Linked DNA regions of Zea mays: region 2 is linked to region 1. The links are chromatin contacts, called in public Hi-C maps. All regions are on one chromosome and are shown on one strand. Each heading gives the region's core, a stretch centred on a gene start, on an enhancer-like site or on the middle of the called end of the contact. The rest is flanking DNA. Distances are from core to core; before and after follow the strand shown.

Evidence for each region. A called contact is a pair of places that touch in the nucleus more often than the background predicts.
Region 2: a Hi-C map of ear shows a contact between it and region 1, with 5 times the contacts expected there. The contact joins the enhancer-like site here to the promoter of LOC100276012 in region 1. A contact is called at or near these places in 5 of 25 Hi-C or Micro-C datasets (ear, endosperm, leaf and 1 more).

The regions. Positions count from the first base shown.
Region 1 is chr10:77,656,028-77,663,570 of Zm-B73-REFERENCE-NAM-5.0, reverse strand. LOC100276012 reads left to right here and starts at 4,598. Exons shown (of 8, transcript NM_001149906.2): 1 at 4,598-4,911; 2 at 5,117-5,185; 3 at 5,382-5,411; 4 at 5,904-5,936; 5 at 7,440-7,510. The coding sequence starts at 4,822.
Region 2 is chr10:77,868,616-77,876,099 of Zm-B73-REFERENCE-NAM-5.0, reverse strand. It overlaps LOC100381576, which reads left to right. Exons shown (of 25, transcript NM_001174401.2): 18 at 1-146; 19 at 279-389; 20 at 474-653; 21 at 822-950; 22 at 1,532-1,627; 23 at 1,791-1,976; 24 at 2,360-2,535; 25 at 2,660-2,888. The coding sequence ends at 2,888. Among protein-coding and RNA genes, the nearest start is that of LOC100381576, 8.9 kb to the left of the region's middle. Within about 2 kb of position 3,004, at least 17 of the 20 cell types and tissues checked have an H3K27ac peak or open chromatin away from gene starts, as enhancers often do. A contact at or near this core is called in ear, endosperm, leaf and 1 more, where this site is marked.

The DNA of each region.
Region 1 (7,543 bases), core at 3,349-5,848:
GCTGGAAGGAATCAATAGAAATACAAAACAAGTATACAAAATCTGCATGATTGGTGAATGCATTATAAAAGGAAATTCCTTTGATAAAAATACAAGCAGCCAATCAATATAAAAGGAAATTCCTTTGAGGGTTTGACAGCATAAGTTTCATAGCATAAGTTTGAGTGTTTGACAGCAAATGACATGACATTCAAGTATTCAACGACAACAAACATATGCTATCAACCAGCACTCTAGCAACATATATCAACCAAAAGTCAAAAGCACTCATCAACTTGCATATTCAAAAGGCCAAAAACATCCAGCAGCTTCAACTTCACTGCTTGTATAGTTGTATCCACCATTCCACCAAAACTCCAAAAGCATCCAGCAACCAGCACTTTCATTATCATTACACACCTGAACAAGGAAACAAATATACATAAGCATCTTACAAGGCTACAAGCCATAATGGTACAAGTACAAATATACACAAGTACTATTACTGGTTGCTTTGCACAAAGCTTTTTGGAAATGAGATTGTCTTCATGTCGTCCTCATCATCATGTACCTGTTGAAAAAAATACAAATTTCACTCAAAATCTGAAAAGAACATAAGAAATGCACTCTAATAAATAATAAAAGAGCAACTAACGACATATGTCATGCTTCCATCATGCGACCCTTGAATCCATCTAGAGGAGCATACCAAAGCCTCCACCATAGAAGGGCTGAGAGAACTCTGATAATCATCTAAAGTTTTACCCCCTGTGCTAAAAGTAGACTCTGAAGAGACGGATGTTGCTGGTACAGTTAAGAATTTCTTTGCCATCCTTGAGATAACCGGAAACCTATGTGAATTAACCTTCCACCAGCTCAACAAATCAAACTCCTTGTCTGCTAGACTGACATTCATCTCATCTAAATAGATAAGCAAGTCACTCTTTGATGGGTTTGCTTCAGTGGATGATAAAAATGACTGAAATTCACATGATGCAGAAGGCAAGCTTAAAGTTCTATCATTAGCCAGAGATGATCTAGCACTATTTTTGTTTTGAGCAGCTTTTCTCTCTCTATGTTGCAGCTCACAGTCCTCAAACAATTTTTCTAACTCACCTTGAACTTCATCTATATCAAATCTAACTTGGTCACCATCAAAGATTTTACCAAAGCACCACTCGATATACCTCATCTTATACCTAGGATCTAGAATCGTAGCAATCACCATAACATTATTATTTTTTCTTCCCAATACTTATTGAACTTCTCCATCATCGCATTACCCTTTTTTCTCAAATGCAAACTACTAGAACTCATTGCTGCCCTCAATGCAATCTTGACATCCATAATGTGAGGATAAAAAAGATTTGCAGTAGGATATGTAGAAGCTGACAATGAAGTGGTTACTTTAGCTAATGAGGCAAGAATAGGCTCAATTGCAACAAATAAATCCCATTCCTCTTCTGTAGGTTCCCATTTATAATTCAAATCAGCATCGACATAAGTTTGAATTGCTTCTTTGTAAGCTATACTAGTACGCAACATCTTGTATGTTGAACTCCATCTAGTTGACACATCAAGACTCAAGCCCTCTCCAATTTGCAATGCAAGAGATCTACAAATTTCTACAAACTTATGCATACGAGATGGGGATTTCTTAATGTATTTCACAGTTGACCTTAGGTTGTCTATCGAAGAAACCAAAGCAGTAGTTCCATCATTGACAACCAAATTAATAATGTGTGCACAACAACGCACATGAAAATATTTTGAACTGAATGTATTACCTTGTCTAGTTGCAAATCTAGCCCTCAAACCACGAATAGCACCATCATTGTTTGCAGCATTATCTAAAGTGATAGAAATAATCTTATCCTCTATTTTCCATGTTGTAACACACTCATAGGCTGCTTGCCCTATCATAGTTCCTTTGTGTGGAGGATCTAATTCAAAGAAATTCAGCACACAACATTGCATTTTCCAATCACTATCTATGTAGTGTGCAACCAAACACATATAGGACAATGTTTGATTAGAAGTCCATAAATCAGTAGTTAATGAAATATAATCCACTCCTTTAAGGGCCTTTGTTATTTTTTCTTTCTCAGACTCATACACTTTCAAGCATTCTGCTTTAATGGTTTTCCTACCAATGAACTCATATTGTGGATTCAAATACTTCATGACAATGTTAAACCATGTATGCTCAATCATTCTAAATGGGTACTCATGAACTATAATCATCTTGGCAATTAATTTTCTAACTTGCTCATGATTATAATCTCTAGGGGATGTGATAGTAGGGAGACCAGAACCTGATTCACCTGCATTTGAAGGAGCAAAGTTGAGAAGAGATTGATCTAGTTTCTTTTCCAAATGCTTTGAATATGCCCCACAACTCTTCATATGCCTTGATAATGTTGATGTCGTTGACCCTTGCATGTAGGCATACATTTTCTTACAATACTTGCACTTTGCCTTTAATGTCTTCTTTCCATCCTCGGATGCATCTCCAATAGTCACTTTATCAAAAACTTCCCACACTTTGGATTTAGAGTTGTTATCCTTTACTTTCACCCCCTTACGCCTTTTCTTGGCTTTTCTTTTGTCATCATTATTTGATTCCACAACATCAATCTCTCTCCCACCTAGGACAATCATTTCATCCTCAGACATGTCATCGTTCTTGTCAAATGAATTGCTTTCTGAATCTATCTCATTACTTTGATTCACCCCCTTCCCTTGCACACCAGATTCCATAACCTAGCAATTTATGATCAACAATATATAATGTGTTAACTGCAACTGCAAGTCTGCAAGATAAAACTGAACAAACTACATAATGTGTTAACTGCAACTCGAGCGGTGGATGAGGAATTGACGATCCTCACTGGTGGTCGGTGGATGAGGAACCGGTCGTGCAGGCGAGCGGTGGATGAGCAGAGTAGCCAGCAGATGGCGGATTGGGGCACTGGGCCAGGTAGCGGGCCAGCGGCCACCGGCCAGGTAGAGGGAGGCAGCAGGCGGGTGGCGGCAGGCGGCGACGCGGCGTGCCGGCGTGGCTGCGTGCGCGTCCGCGCGTGGTGGGGCACCGTCTACGGAACACCGGACCGCACGGCGGGCCAGCGGCGATCGCGGTAGCGCCTGGCATCGTCAGCCTTCACTCCGTCAGGGCGTCAGCCGTCAGCGGTCGCGGTCGTGCTCGCGCCAGCCGCCGAACACAAGCACGAGCGCCGCCGTCACTCTATCACAGGAGCTGAGGACTGAGGAGCACCGCCGAGGCGCCACCGCCGAGCACGAGCTGTTAGGGTTAGGTGACTGGTTTGGGCCGGGGCGGCTTGCCGGCTTGAGCTTTAGGCGCTTCAGCGCTTGCTTTGCTTGTGGGCCTATTAGGCTGCTCCGCTCTGCTGCAGCGCTGCTGGTAGCCTGGTACTTACGCAGTTACGTTGTTACTGGGCTTGGCTCGCGAGCTTGTGCGAGCTGGCTCGGCTTGGCTCGAGATTTTGTCGAGCTTGCTAAACCGGCTCGGTTCGGCTCGCCGGTAGCTCGCGAGCCGGCTCGAGCCTGCCCGAGCCGCGACGAGCTCGATCCGGCTTGCCGAGCCTGAGCTTTTTTTTCCAGCCCTAGCGGCCGTCACATGGGGTGGGGGCGGTGGCGTGGTGGTGGAGCTCGAGCGCGACTTCTGAGATGAGGAATTTGTGGCGCGGAGAGGGGCACAGCGGATGGGTGTGTGCCAGGGAGTCACGCGGGGCAGGGGTCCGCTGAGGAAGATGTAACTGCATGAACAACTCCGCATCCTTGCGTGGATGCAGAGGATTGTTGGGGGAGGTCAGCGTGGCGGCTATGGTGTCGGGGAGAGAAAGGAGAAAGACGGGAGCGGGAGGCGAGATTCAGGGGATTGTTGGGGAGGCGACCGCAGCGGGCACGGTGTCGAGAAGAGAAAACTTCGGGAGTGGGCACCCGGGCGGATGGAACGGTCCGGTTTGCCTGACGGTGATCATGGAGGAGGACAGGGCAGTGCGCGGCGCGGGAGGGGTGCAGGAATGACGGGAGCGGGGGCACGGTGAAGTGTGGACGCCCACGGTAAAAGCTTATAGAATAGTAGAGATTTAAGAGGTGCTCATTTGATATTTATTATTTTTGGCAAAAGACCCACTACCCATGACAACTTCAGGTGAAATTACGCACCATTACCACTCCTTAAAAAACAACGTTTCAGTTACTTTTTCTTGCTCCCGCTACATAACACGACTAAAATCAATAATAAAAGTTATAATAAATTAGGTTGCCAAATAGCTACATTAAAATTATCTAATCTAGATTATTTAATTTTATAATTTAGATTATATAATCTATAAGCTAAAACAAATAAAAGTGACAAGGCAACATGTGTCTCACATGCACATAGTCAAAAGCGCCGGCCCAGCTCGTTGACTCCTCGTCCCCACGCCGAATGTGTCCTACTCCTCTGCCATCATCACGGCCCAGATCGATTTGGGCCGCACTACAACTACGATTCATCTCGGAACAGCCCAACTAGCCCATTCAACATTCCTGTAAGCGCGGAGTCGGCGACGCACGGGGAGAAGTCGAACAGCGGCCGCGCGCGGGGAAGTTGCCCGGCGGCGGCGGATCTCGGAGGCAGCGACGCGCGGGTGGAGGAGCTCAGTGACAGCGCCAGTGCCTATCGAGCGAGCGAATCGAGGAGATTCTCCCCACTGTTTCTTTCCTGCTGATTCCGATTTCGCGTTGAAACACCGGGGGGAGAAGAATTGCGGGCGACCATAACTCGGCAAGAAGCGGCTCCAAAAAGGGCATCTACCTTTGCCGATTCCGGCACCGATGGATCCCGCGGCGTCGGGGAGGTTCGACAAGCTCCAGAGCTCGTTCAAGCTCTCCATCCAGTGCCTCCTCACCGCCTGCTCCCGCGAGGTTGGTTAGTTTTTGTTCGTTGGCTAGCTCTCTCGCCCCACATCCCTTCCTCAACTCCCGTTTCCTCCCTTGGCGATGCTGGTCTCGCTACGGTTTGAGCCAGCAGAAGAGCACATATCCTTGATGACGATTTGATTTCCCAGTTGTTCGTGCTACAGAAATCTGGGTTAAGCATACGATTGACTTATGTTCTTGAGCGTTTCAGGATGTCAATGACGCTTTCTCGTCCTTCACTGATGCTGAGAAGGAGCGTTTGCACCGGATGCTCACCCTTGTGAGTGTCCTGATCCATGCACTGTCCAATAATTGCTGCGATTTGCAATGAACATGTAAATTATTTTATCATTGCAATACCTACTAATTTGAATAACACGCAAAGCTAAGTTCTGTATCCAGCTAGTGAATGTGTGACTCGTGTAGATTATGCTAGTGTGAGTGTGTGACTCATGTAGATTATTCCATTTTTTCAGGTGATGAAGAATCTGCATGCCAACGTAGTGGTACAATTTTTTGTTCCAAGCTATTCTCTGCATAGTCTTTTTGCATTCAGATTTTGTTCAAATACATGCCACTGTTGACTGTACCATGGATTTCTTGACCACGCTTCCCTTTTGTAGTGCCATTACATTCCTAGCTTACTACTTTATTAGCAATGAGGACATTCTGTGATTAGAAACAAAACCTAGGCTAAGGGTTATGTTATGTTAACTGTTTATTATATAATGCCTTTGTGCCTGTCTCTCGCTATGTTTTCTGCTGCCTCACTTGCACGGTTTACCACTTGTATCTAATATATAAGCTTGCATTCTTAAATTACAAAACTGATGTCCCTTCTGTTCTGTTTGCCAAGCCCACGAATGTAACTGCCAATCTGCTGGGTGTGTGTGTGTGTTTCTTCTATTTTGTAAAACCTTTTTTCTTCTCTTATTAATGAAATGATAGGCAGCTCTCCTGCGTATTCGAGAATAATTTGTTTTCTCTTCATATTGCAGGATGAGTTTGACGACTTCTGCCAAGAAACACAGGTACTTTTGAAATCAGTATTTTCTGAAACATGTTGACATACTTTCATCACAATTTGTGGATTTTCGACAAAATTTGTTTCTGGTTAATTAACAGTTCAACTCAGTGAGACTTTCGAGAGAAAAAAAAGTTCAACTCAGTGAGACATATTACCGTTTAGATATTGTTTATATTCATACTTCTAGGTGTAGTACTGTAGCAGCACTATCAATATAAAAGGAGCTCTTCCCACCAAATACTATGGGAATTCTTTTAAATTCAATGGGTTGGACTGGTTGCGATTTGGTTGCACTTCACCACAAAGTATATGAGAGTATCATTCATGAAGAGGGTGAAATTGTACTATATATTGTTAAATCCATAATTTAAAGGCATCTTATCCCCTGTTTCTACTGCTATAAGATGTTACAGTTTAGAAGTTCATTGTTCAGCAACTGGTTTTATCAATCAAGTAATCAGCAAGTAGTGGCCACACACCACTTAATAGCCTTAGCCTGTGCTCCTCCATTTCTTTGTATTTTATTGTCTTCTTAAGAAAAGACTCTGATCAGGGGGGCGACATTCCCCAGATTTTTCCGGTAAGAAGTTTGTGCAGACCTTCGAACCTGGACAGGTGATAGGGGGTTTCATCAACTCTCGAACTTCAACAGTCTTACCAGTGCTAGCCTCCATTTTTTTTGTCTTCTTGTCTCCTAATTTCTTCCATATGTTCCCACTTCCCAGTCGCTGTTTAGAAGAGCTGCTTCATCTTAGATCTGGAGTTTTTGTGCTCAAGGATCCTAAGACAGTTTTTGTTTATTATAGAAGGAAAACAGCTCAAACAAACAACTCAGGAGATTTTTGGACCTGGAGCTCTGCCAAACCCTTACTCCCTTTTCAGGATTCTTGCCCTTAGACTGTGTCCAACAGTTCACCCATATGGTCACCTAAAACATTATTTTTCATTGTAAACTGCACTGTTCGTAGAGTGAAGTTTGAATATGGGTATGAGTATGTGTAAGCTGCTGGAGATAGCCTTAATGGCATTAGCAGGCTAGCACATAACAACCATTCTTCTAATTTAACAGAGAAACACATATAATAGTAGAATGATTTCTCATCATTATAAAGCAGTGCGGACGTGCACTTGGTGTTTTCTGGTTTCTGGTAGACCGGACATGAAAGTGAATGTGTTATTGGGTTTTGAATTGTGCCTGGGACGACAGTAGAGATGAACATGATATGGAGAAAATGGGGCAGATAATTTTGACGTGATTTTGACCATGGCTGCTACTCAATATCCATCAATTCACAATGATATTGTTTCAGAAAAACTTGGCTATTAGGGTCACCTTAAATTAAAACAAAATTCTTATTATATCTAGAAAATAAGTAATTAAATTCTAACAGTTTAACATATCTCTTGTATATTAAGGACCACTTTATGTAATACTCTGTGCTTTTGTAGTGCTTGCTAGAATGTACTACATTCTCTCAGGTGTAACAACATCATTTCATGATTTTAGGTGGCTGCTGCCCTTGAAAAGATAGATGACTTTGTTGAAAAGCAGAATCTTGATGCATTATCTTCAGAGAAGTAAGTGCCCCCCGTCCCTCCAAAAAAAGGAAA
Region 2 (7,484 bases), core at 1,755-4,254, 210 kb before region 1:
CTATGGATGCTAGCAGAACTCCAGATGTTAAGCCAAGAATAACAGATGAATCCGAAAAGGTCAAAACCTGGAAGTTGGCTGACATTGTTGATAATGGACATCTTCGAGCTCTGCATTTGACAGACACAGACACTAATCCAAGCAAAGTATGATGAATTGTGATTAAGTTGTTTAATCATGCATGCAGAATCAAACTGACACATGAGTTGGTCTTTATATTGATGTTCTAGGTTATGAAAATCTCTGATGTAGGTTACGTTTATTTCTTTGTTCCGCAGATTGTCCGTTTGTTATATACAAATAATGGGGTTGCACTCTTGGCTCTTGGCTCCAATGCTGTTCATAAGTTGTGGAAATGGCAACGGAGCGACAGAAATCCTAGCGGCAAGGTTAGACTAGAGAATTCTACCTCATTTTTAATGGCAATCTTGTGTGCTTGCTTTCTGAAATTTGTTATTTTTGTATCCTGTTAGTCTACTGCATCTGTTGCACCTCACCTGTGGCAACCTGCAAATGGGATTCTGATGACAAATGACACGAATGATGGCAACCCAGAAGAAGCAACCGCCTGCATTGCATTGTCCAAAAATGACTCCTATGTTATGTCTGCATCTGGTGGCAAAGTCTCGTTGTTCAATATGATGACATTTAAGGTAGATGTCCTTTTCAGCGCCTCACCATAATTTTGTTCGTCTCATAGATGTCCATGAGTCAATGGTAGTTGTAGTTTGCTGCTGATAGCTTCAGATAAAAATTGTTATACCATGATCGCATCATTGCCAATTTCTTACCCTAAAGCTTGGATCTGGGATCTCTGACAGGTCATGACTACTTTCATGGCACCTCCACCTGCTGCAACTTTCCTTGCATTCCACCCACAAGATAATAATATCATCGCCATTGGAATGGAGGACTCTACCATCCAAATCTACAATGTCCGCATTGATGATGTATGCTATCGTCGCTTTTTTCCTTAATACGAAACAAAGTGCCCATTATGCAAATTATGTTTTTTTAATTTAGCAACTGAACTTTATATTTGACTTACAAGACTTTCAAAACTTGCTTCATCATTTGAATTGTCAAAATGGCACTATAATATTTGTTATGAATTATGATCATTTATAATTTAACTAGCATAGGGACTTGATATTCAAAATAATTTAATTAACATAGAGAATTTGTAGTCGAAATAATTTGACTAACATAGAGAAGTTTTTCTCAACTATCTATTGGAGATTGTTTGGCGAGTTAAATATTTTTATATTTAAATAATGGAAGTAATTTTGTATTTTGGAATATAGCTTGGTAGACCTTGCAATGTTGTTTTTCATACTTGTATTGCAAAGAAATAATATGTGATTACACAGTAGTACCCAATTAGTTAACCTTCAAGAGTTATAGATTTGGCCATTTGGGAGTTTGTTGTATCATTAACTGCTGTAATCCCAAATCCTACACACTTCAATACATCTGTTTTCCTTCGCATATTTGCAGTCTTTTTATTGATCTGCCTTTAATCTTACATCAGGTCAAAAGTAAGCTCAAGGGACATCAGAAGAAGATTACGGGGCTGGCCTTTTCTCAATCAATGAATGTGCTAGTATCATCAGGTGCTGATGCTCAGGTAGGTTTTGTTCTATCATTTTTTGTGTGAATATCAAATAAGGTGCGAGAAAACTACTTGCTTATGTTAGTTCCATTAATATACAAAATTTTGATTGCAGTCACTCTGACAAGAATGTATCTGTCTTTCTCTGGGTAATTGATTTCTTGTGCAAATTCTGTAGCTATGTGTGTGGAGTATTGATGGCTGGGAAAAAAAGAAATCAAGATATATCCAACCCCCAGCAAACCGACCTGGCACTTTGGTTGGTGACACAAGGGTGCAGTTTCACAATGACCAAACACATCTTTTGGTCGTCCATGAGAGCCAGTTGGGAATCTATGATGGGAATCTTGACTGTTTGCGCTTGGTAAGTTCGTGATCTAGTAATGTTTTGGCTTTGCCAATTCTCCTACGGTGAATAAGATTTGACTACTAATTTCTCATTTCTAATCGGCACACTTCTTTTTTTGTACCACTGTACATTCACATTCTCCATGATATGTGACTGATATTATCAACTTGATTTAAAAACCGAGCTTTATTACCAGATTCATGATGTATAATCATATACCAACATTAATAAATCGTAGGTTGCACAGTTTATGCCTTAGTAATGCTATGGTACCACTTGTCATGGATCTGTTTTTTTATCGGAATGATGATATCATTACCTTCAATTGCGCCTAGAGTTGTTACATTGGGTGTTCTCATCCTACTATTAATTCTCTTAATAAATTTGAACATATGCAGTGGTCTCCAAGAGATGCACTCCCAGCTCCGATATCGAGTGCGATATACTCGTGCGACGGTCTCTTGGTTTACGCTGGGTTCTGCGATGGTGCTATCGGAGTCTTCGAAGCAGAATCTCTTAGGCTGCGCTGCCGGATTGCTCCTTCCGCTTACATTCCACCTTCAATACTAGCCTGGTATGAATGGATCTCCGCCTAAATTAAACTACTTGCTTTCAGTCTTGGCTGTGCCTGTACCATCCATTTTGCAAGTGATAGATGTCTAGCTGCCGTTTCTGACCTGGTCCATGTTATCCAACAGTGCTGGACGGGTCTACCCGTTGGTAGTCGCTGCGCACCCCATGGAGCCTAACCAGATCGCGATCGGCATGAGCGACGGCAAGGTCCATGTGGTGGAGCCATTAGACGGGGACCCGAAGTGGGGATCGGCACCTCCACAGGACAATGGAGCGCACCCGCACCCGCATCCAGCGATATCAGCGGCACCGTCGACCGCCACCAACCAGGCATCTGATCAGCCAACAAGGTGACTCTGGCCTGCAGCACTGGAGGAGATTCGTTAGCGCAGAGACTGGTAGGACCTGTAGGAGATAGGGAGAAAGGGTAAACGATTAGATGACGAGAGGATGATGCTATATTTATCAAGTCCGCAGCGCCTCTCTTGTGGTGGCCCGCGACACAGGTGGGGTGATTGACAGTGACATCGCTCGCTCTAAGTTAGGTTTTGGTTCTTCCCTGGCCCCCGGAAATCATCACCTGGCGCCGCCACATTCGAATGGAGATGGATCTGCTGGCATCATCTTGCTTCCTCTTTTGTAAAGCTTTTCCTGCTGAGTTTAGTGGTACCTTAGATTGTCGTCCATTTCTGCCCTGTTCTCCGGGCAGCTATTTGTAGTGTAAAAATATGGTGGCGTGCTGGATGGTGTTATTTATGCGTGCGTGGCCTGTCATGACGAATTCCACCATGTTTGGGGCTATTTGATGGATGTTTACTGATCATGGCTCGAATTTTTTTTTTCTTCGTGCCATTTGCAATTGTAGACCGTGGACGCGGTGTGAGTTGATGAGATTTGCTGGTGAGCTGTTTCTGGATGTGAGTTTGTCGGTGTCTTTGTACTTCGGACCATGGCCGGCCATCCCGACCTAATAACTCTCTTCCAAAATACGAGCATAAATACGCCCTCCAGCAAAAAAAGAAATAGGTCAAGATCACGTCACAAGCGAAGGGCGAAAATCAGTGAATTACACACAAAAAAGACGACGTACGGTTAAGCAAATCGATTCCAACCAGATAGAAGGTGATAGGGCAAGAAGATCTCTCAAAGAAAAAGGTATTGACCTGTTCGTTTTGTTGTTGTCATGCGTTGACTTCGTCTCCTCCTGTAAACTGTTGGTTCGTCAAATGTGCAAAGAGATTTGGGTTTAGGGGGATTGATAATTGATGATCTCTAATGAACACTCTGTAGGGAAACCGTTTTAGAAATTACGTAAACATGAAGGCAAAAACATTTCTGAAGGAAACAACGCAACAATAGAAACCTGGGTTCATTGATAGAGAAACTGCACATTTCAATTCGTCCAACTTTTATAGTACTTAAAAGTGCAACTTCTTTTATGTGGCACAACTACACTGTGTTATTGTGTTAAGCAGTTAACTATTGGGGTGTTTGGTTGGTGGACTAATACCGTCCATCTCATCTCACTCTCTAGTTTTTTGTGTGTGTTTGGTTTGTGGAATAGAATGAATTAATTTATGATCACCTCATTTCTCACAAACTAATAATTAACACTTATACGAGGAATGCAGTCATCCCACTAAATTTGAGGAATACACTACCTTATCTAGAATAAGTGTGCTCTACTAAAAACAATATAGTTGATCCTAACTCATAAGAATGAGAAAGAATTATAAATACATAGAAAAATAGAAAAATATGAAAAAGCAAACACAAAAACCCGATCTATGCTGGCACACTACTGCAATGGTTTCTGCATGATTCTGTCTATATTAACATATGTTGGTAGCCACAGGAACATCCTGCTACATGAATACATAAAACATGCGACCAAGATCAAGATACATCATACATGTATTCTGTTTAGATAAGCAGCAGCGCATCCCTTTATTCAGTAGTCAGAAAGCAAATGACAAACACTCTGCTTGTCCATGTTGGCACTAAGTTAGTAACCAGGTTCTCGGATAAGTAGGATCGAGGAACGAGAATATAGTACATGGTATGGTACTTATTTTTTTTGTTTTCACGAGAACGGAACGAACGTTTTCGGAATTGTTGAGCACCATTTTGAGCCTGGCGGATGGTCCGGCCCTAAGGCCGGACGGTCCACGGTCCGGACAGTCCGCGCTTGTGGGCCGGACGGTCCGCGCATGCGCAGAGCAGTTTAGGGTTCCGAGTTTTGTGCTATGTTTGTTGGCTAGATTTGCGGAATTAGCTCGGAATCCAGTTGTGTAAAGGGTCCAGCCCCCCTCCTCTATAAAAAGAGAGGTCTACGGCCGATTTGGAACAATCAATCGAATCAATACAACTTCTATTTCACATTTTATCCTAGGAGTAGTTATAGTCTAGTTTAGGTTTAGCCTCTCGATCCCCAAATTCTCCGCCTCTCCTCGACTCTACGTCGATTAGAGGAGTCTAGGTCGGCCTGCCCGAGCCTAGACAACTCCTAGGATCTCTCCTCCCTGACGGGGTCCCTCCCGGGAGCGAGATCCAGGCGCCGCCGGCGATCTTCCGCCGCCCCTGCGCACGCGCGGACCGTCCGACCCTAGGGCGCGGACCGTCCGGTCGTCAGGCAGGGAACCCGAGCTCCTGCACCAGGTCGCGGACCGTCCGGCCTTGTGCCGCGGACTGTCCGCGCCTGACCAGAGAGCACCGCCGCCTCACGCCAGGTCGCGGACCGTCCGGCCCTGTGCCGCGGACCGTCCGCGCCTGACCAGAGAGTACCGCCGCCAGTTCTTCTTGAGTATTTGGCGTTCCGAAAAAGCGCCAACATACTTTTTGGTGACTCTGCTGGGGAAGACATATTTCGACCTATCAAATCGGCCCCCAATGGCCGGTTCAAGGGATAGTTCTGAAGTATCTCCAAGCAACATCATAGAGCCGACTTGGGACACATTGCCGGCTGACGAACAGCTCCAGTTTGAGGAGCATAAGGAGCAGATGATCCAGGAGGCAAAAGCGAGGTTCTTGGCCAACTTCAAAGTGGACAGGAACAACAAAGTCGTCCGACATCGGGCGACGGATCCGGCTTCACTGCGACCCACGCCAGACATCCCCAATGTAAGTAATACAAACGAGCTGCAATCTCTTAAGAATTATGTAGATGAACAGCGTGAGCAAATGCAAAATATCATAGGGGATATGCAAAACGACTATAGGAGATTAGCACGTGCATTTGACAAATCTAGCATTGCAAATTTCCTATCACAGGAGGTAGAATTAGGGGGTAATACGCGTAATACATCGGCTGTAGGTTGTCACGACCAGTCACAACCCCTTTATGGGATACCGATGGACACATACCCTGAGCAACCGCAAATCGGCAGCAAAACAGCCGATCTGCACATGTCCAGACCGTCCGCGCGTGATCGCGGACCGTCCGGGCCAGCCACGACCGAGCCCGTTTTTAATGAAGTACCCAGACATGCACCCGAGCCACCACATACGTCACAGAACCCAAACTACCCAGTCGGACGGTCCGCATACAACAACGGACGGTCCGCATATAACTACAGATGGTCCGGGTACGTATCCGGACAGTCCGCGCATGAGTCTTTTGAGGAGGATTATTACCTGAATCCTAGCCCGTCCCAGCAACACTTCCCATCACACTATGCAATGCACCAGCCCATTAATTCAGGATCCAGAGTCCAGGAAAGCTTTCCGGCCCCACCTAGAAGGCCGGAAAGAAACGATCAAACCTATGAGCCATATAGGGCAAATGGGAATGCACCACGCAGCTCAAACCAATGGGGGGAAAGACAACATACTAACATACAACCAACCCCACCTATGTTTGACCAAAGAGCCAGTGGTCTTGCACCGGCTGCCATTGATATAGTGAGGGAAGAAATAGCCGGGGCGTTCCGAGAAGCTCGAAGTAAGCATGGTCCCTGGGGGGCAATCATATCGGAAACCTTATGACAGCCGATTTGATCACCACCCGTACCCACAGGGAACTAGAATACCCGAATTCGCAAAATTTTCGGGTGATCAAGGGAAAAAACACGCACGAACATATAGGCCAGTTCTTAGCGCAATTAGGAGAATTGGCCGACACAGAGGCATTTCGCGTGCGTTTATTTTCATTATCTCTAACAGGAACTGCGTTCGCATGGTATGTCACTTTACCTCCTAATTCCATTTCATCATGGGGGGATCTAGAACAAAAATTTCATGATCATTTTTTCTCCGGTGACTATGAGTTGGATTTGGTAGATTTAGTATCATTGCGACAGACAAAAGATGAATCGGTTAATGATTACATCCGGAGATTCCGAGATACAAGAAACCGATGCTTTCAAATTCATTTAGCAGAAAAACAGCTAGTAGGATTAGCCTTTAATGGTCTGCGATATTATTTAAAAGAAAGATTAGAAGACATCCAATTTTTTACACTAGCACAGTTACACCAGAGAGCTTTGGCTTGCGAAAGCCGGAGCAAGGAAACTGCTAAAACAATGCGTCACAACGTACACATAGTAGAGTGCGACCAAAGTAGCTCAGATGACGAATCAGCAGAAGTGTACGCTGCTGAAATGGTTTGGCCAAAACAGGCCAAATCTTCGGCTTGTTCCTCTTTGCAGCCGGTTCAAAAGAAACGACAAGAAGAGGTTAAGTTTACGTTTAATGTTGGTAAGTGTGATAGAATATTTGACGAATTACTCAAAAATGGCAATATTAAAATAAATCACACTGTTCCATCCGCCGACGAGCTAAAACGTCGTGCGTACTGCAAGTGGCATAACTCATTTTCTCATGCCACTAATGATTGTAATGTATTCCGACGACAGATTCAATCGGCCATTAACGAAGGACGATTGAAATTTCAGGAAATGCAGGTGGATACAGAGCCCTTTCCGATGAACATGATTGACTTCGAGGGCAAGA